Regions from separate parts of the Urocitellus parryii genome. Here region 2 is linked to region 1. Evidence: chromatin contacts called from public Hi-C data. All regions are on one chromosome and are shown on one strand. Each heading gives the region's core, a stretch centred on a gene start, on an enhancer-like site or on the middle of the called end of the contact. The rest is flanking DNA. Distances are from core to core; before and after follow the strand shown. Region 1 holds the start of Rtp3 (receptor transporter protein 3). Region 2 holds the start of Tmie (transmembrane inner ear).

Region 1 (2,613 bases), core at 61-2,560:
AGGATGTGGGGGAAAGGGCACACTCATACATTGCAGGTGGGACTGCAAATTGGTGCAATCTGGAAAGCAGATTGGAGATTCCTTAGAAAACTTGGAATGGAAGCACCATTTGACCCAGCTACCCCACTCCTTGGTCTATACCCAAAGGACTTAAAAACAGCATACTACAGGGACACAGCCACCTTAATGTTTATAGAAGCACAATTCACTATAGCTAAACTGTGGAACCAATCTCGATGCCCATCAATAGGTGGATGGATCAAGAAACTGTTATATATACATATGGGATAATACACAGCAATAAAAGAGAATAAAATTATGGCATTTGCAGGTAAATGGATGGAGTTGGAGAATATCATGCTAAGATAAATAAGCCAATCCCCCCAAACCCAAAGACTGAATGTTTTCTCCGATAAGTGTATGCTGATCTATAATGGTGGGCAGGGTATGGGAAATATGGAAGAACTCTGGATTGGGTAAAGGGGCGGGAAGGGAAGGACAGGATCATGGGGATAGGAAAGACGGTAGAATGAGACAGACATCATTACCCTAGGTACATGTATGATTGCACAAATGGTGTGACCCCACTACGTGTACAACCAGAGAAGTGAAAAATTGTGTTCCATTTGTGTGCAATGAAACAAAGAGCATTCTGCTGTCATGTATAACTGTTTAAAATAAATAAATTTAAAAAAATATGAGGGAACAATTACAGAGCCTCTTTAAGAGCCCCAGTCCATTGGGCTACTGGGTGCTGCTGGGTGGTCTGGTGCTGATTTGGGCCTTTCCTCGGGGAACCAGGAGAGCCTGTGGCTGGCATGTGGCTGCAGACTGTCTTGGAAGCAGCACGAGTCAGTATTTTCCAGCTTGGGCCCCGAGAGAGTGAATGCACTCTATCCCCTAAATGCTGCAAGAAGCCTCAGCCAGCAAAGGATGCCACGGGTCAGCTCAGGGAGTAGAGAATACCCCAGACTCAGATGAGAGTTTATTGTAACTTGGGGTTTCTTTTTAGTCTAGTTTCCTTTTTGCCCCTACCCCTTTATGCCTGAAGGGTCTCAGAGAAGCTTACCTGGTCCGGGGGCATCAGACACACTCTCCAGTGTCGCAGAGGAAAACCAGGAAGAGCAATGAGGAAGGAACCACATGGGACCAAGATCCAGGTGAATGCTCAAGGCTGGGCTGCTGACACCAGCCCAGGTGCACACAACCCTAGCCCGAGCTTGCATCTCTCATCCCGCTGACTTTTTCTCAACCCCGAGGTGCTGCAATTGGGCGGCTCTATTAAATTAGGACACACTCCTCTAGGACCAAGGCACACTTTCTGTCCCAGAGAGAAGGTTCCTAGAATAGTGGAGGAGTTAGTAAGGAGACTCTGCATTGTACCCTAGGCTGAGAAAGAGTCACTGAGAAAGGTTATTGAAAATGTCACACACCCCAGACAGAAATGAAGTTACAAAATTCTTCAGCTCTGGGAACCGGGAGGCACGAGACCATGGTCACATAGGTCATTTTGACCTAGTGTGGTAGGTTTCTGCAGATTGCTTAATGCTATGAAGATAATGAATAACCTCATTGAAAGTCTTTTCCTTCTTATCACAATTTCTAACTGGGTCATACAACATAAGTGACCCACCGCTGATTAATATCCTGTGTTGTTATTGTCAACGAATATAATTGCAACAACCAGTTTGCAGTTTCCTCATTCTCCTTTTAAAAAATATCCCAGACCTGTGGGAGTACCAATTCTAAGTTGTGGAGAGGAGAGGAGAGCCCGGTCATTGGCTGATCCTGTGGTGCTGGCAAAAGCCAAGCCTGGGAAACATTCCTTTTCCAAAAGGCGAAGATGTTAACAGCCTTGACACTTGGCTCTGACACTAACAGTTATCACACATTCCAGTACAATGGGCTTCCTGGGTACAGAGGGATAATTGTAGGATGTTCCTAGCACTGTTGAACAGCAGGATAGCCACAAAAAGTTTATAGCTCTGTAACTTTTAGTGCACAAAGAAGCCTCTTGATAACTCCCAAGCCTTGAAAACTCACAACTTACAATGTCCCTATAGTTTCACTTCCTAATTATGAGACCCTATATAATAAACGTGTGAAGCTAGTTCTGGGTCACTGTTCCTCCATCAGAGTGCTGTGTCCCCCCTGGCCCCAGCTTTACTTGAAAATTTGTGTTTTCTTTGTGTTTTTCTCCATCTCCTGTCACCCTTACTCAAGATCCTTTGTTGATGCTGCTTGGCACTAAGTATCTAGAATTTGTCCCCCACCCTGGGCAATCATCTACCCATTGCCTGGAATAAACTTTATCCCCATACAGGGTGTGCCTGAGCTCACCTTCCAGGTTGACAGCCCAAGGAAGGACAAACTTGGAGAAGGTTCCTATTGATAGGGATGTGGTCAGACTAGTCCTGACCTGGAGCTGATGGGCCAGCAGTGAGCCATCCTGGATCAAAAACCAGTGGTATGGGTATTTGGAAGGACAAGAGGCCTTCTGAGCACCTGAGCCATGTGCAGGTGGTGTGGCAGCTCAATATGTGATCGTAGGGGCTGCAAGCTGGGCAGAAGCTTAGAGAGAGACTTGGACAGCAGGCATGCAGAGCACATAGG
Region 2 (2,613 bases), core at 74-2,573, 150 kb before region 1:
CTCTTACAGAGACACTGGAGCTGACACTCGACTCTAGCAGGCTTCTTGGTCATACCTCCTAATCAGCAGCAGGTACAGGCTGCTCTGGGTGCATATCTCTGTCCCCATGCCCCCCCCATCATCCAGTTCAGGTCGGGTCCTTTCAGATCCCTATCCTGTCCTTCCTATCCCATCTTGTCCCCTAACACCCCCCTCAGGTCCTTCCCGGGGGGCCTCTCTCAGCCTCTGGTGTTTGGTCTTTCTGTCCCCTCCAGGCTGCCCCGTGTGCACAGGCTCCATCCCTAGCCTCCTCCCTGGCTGTGAGTTAGCTCTCCCTAATCTTGGGTCTTCTCTATCTGGCCTCAAGCTCCAGAATTCTAGATCTGCTTTGCCATCTCCCTTTCTGGCTCCCCTTCCAAGCTCTGCAGGAATGGGGTACAGAGGAGACCAGAGAGGCTGCAGACTCCAGCCAGACTCCTGAACCAACCACCCCCAGCCATCCCCTTTCCTCTTCCTGGGCTATCTCAACAAGTGCTCTCAGCTCTCCCATAATGTGTTCTAATTTATTTCCAAACCATAATTCATCATGACCTGCTCTCCCTCAGAAACCTTCTGTAGCTCCCCATTATCACCAGGACCCAGTCTGATCCCCAAGTTCCTGGGCACTACCTGCCCCTTCCTTCTTGAGCTTAGTGTTGTACATGGCTGCTCTCAGAGGGTCTCCTCATCCTGCTGCCACCACCCTCCAGCTTGGAATGCCTTCATCTCCTTCCCAAACCTATGCCTCCCCCAAGAGTCCCTGGAGGATCTCTAAAGCAGAGGCTGTTTCCTTTAGAATACCCTAAATCCAGGGTCTGAATCGCCCCACCAGACTAGAGGTCAAGGAAACCTAGGGCCAGGTGCATGCACCCCCCTCACCAGGAGTTCACAGATGGGAAGATAGGGCTGTGTTCCCTGTGACACTGGGCAGGGCTGTGTCCCCAGCTGGATTAGGAATCCCTCAGATTAGGGTGAGACTCCCCTATCAGACTGATGTTCAGGAAATCAGAGGCCAGTGACCTCCCGTCAGACCAGGGCCCCCGAGTGAGGGCTGAGTCTCCCTCAAAGTCTGGCAGCCATCGGGGTGGGGCTGTCCACCCATTAGGCCAGGTCTCCTAGGGCAAGAGAGATGGATAAAATCACCACCCCGCACCCCATCCCTGCACGGTGACAGCCACCCGTGCCCTCCGCGATGCTGTGCCTCACCTCCACCAGCTGCCCGGCGACCCCGGAGAGGCAAAAGCCCAGCGCGGCGCCGCCCATCGCCCAGAGGGGCCCCGCGCCTCGCCGCCGCCGCCCCGCCATCTCCTCCCGCCGCCGCCGCGCGCGCTCCGCTGCAGATCCGGGAGCGAGTGGCAGCGCGGAGATGCCCGGTGACCGCCCCCTGGACAGCCGGCGCTTGGGGACCTTGGCGGCGAGCTCTGTCCACCCCGGGCATCATTTATTCATCGTCGGCGTCAGGTTCCTGGGCTGCAGCCCGCACCGTCATTGTGAAGGGGAGGGGAGAGGAGGGAGGGGGAGACCAGACTCCAGACCCCACAACCCGACCCTGAAGTGGGGGTGTAGGGGAAGGGGACAGGGAGGAGAACAGGCTGGGAGCCCATCCTTAATCAACAGGTGTTCCCTCCCTTTCCCATTTGGCCTCAGTTTCTCCATCTGGACAGGGGGAGGGACAGGAATCTGCTGATCTACTAGGCCCTTCCCATTCTGACGTTCTTGATTTGAAAAAAAATACATACTGAACTTGGGTTAGGGGGGGCATAGCGGGCATGTTGCCATGGTGACAGGCACTCAGGGATGTCCTGGGCTTTCTGGGCTGGCTTCCTGCCCAGAGGCAGCTCTGGTCACCCTGGACACCAGAGCTGGAGGAGAGAATGGAGAGCAGGGGATGGCATGGTCAGAGCCACCAGCTGCTGGTGCAATGGAAAGTTCTGGAAGGAATCAGTACCTTATATCCCACAAGTTAGGGTGGGCTACCCCTGGAAGGGCTGGAGGGCCATTGTCTAACCATGGTTGACTTACAGCTTCTGCCCCAGCTAGATCCTTGACTCTGACTTTAAACCTTGACCCTGACCCCCCACTGAAGTTAGCCCACACTGCACTCTGGTTCTGATCCCACACTGGGCCCTGACAACTCAGTGGTAGAGGGAGGTTCTGAGGAGCTGTGGAGTCCTGGGGGAGAGGAGTAGGGAGTCCTGGAGTGGGGAGACTCCTCCTCACCCTTCCTCCTTTTTCTTTCCATTACTATTTATCTCCTGCCTACTTGGTTCTAGGAGAAGCAGCTCAGATCTCTTATCATCAAGGACACCAGTGCAGACCTGCCTGGGCCAGGGGAGAGAAGGGGCTGGTTCCCCTCAGCAAGGCCTGCCCTTACAACTGGGGACTATGTGCACCCAGAGCCTCTTGGGGCTTCACTCTAGGGGTGCCATAGATGGAGGATGCTAGTATTAGAGTTATTGCTGTCACTTACATGGTGTACCATATAAAAACCAAACAATTCCTGGTTCAACCAATGCTTGGATGTTTTGGTTGTTTCCAATTCTCCAAGACAAGTTTCAGCAGGGAGCAGAGGGTCAACAACAGACATCTGTATAT

The links. Hi-C and Micro-C count contacts between places; a contact is called where the count stands out from the background.
Region 2: a contact with region 1 is called in a Hi-C map of liver, with 9 times the contacts expected there. The contact joins the promoter of Tmie here to the promoter of Rtp3 in region 1. A contact is called at or near these places in 2 of 2 Hi-C or Micro-C datasets (liver and muscle).

What each region holds. Positions count from the first base shown.
Region 1 is chr3:201,603,564-201,606,176 of mUroPar1.hap1, reverse strand. Rtp3 (receptor transporter protein 3) reads right to left here and starts at 1,310. Exons shown (of 3, transcript XM_026390090.2): 1 at 1,070-1,310.
Region 2 is chr3:201,754,787-201,757,399 of mUroPar1.hap1, reverse strand. It overlaps Tmie (transmembrane inner ear), which reads right to left and starts at 1,323. Exons shown (of 4, transcript XM_026390122.2): 1 at 1,225-1,323. The coding sequence starts at 1,323.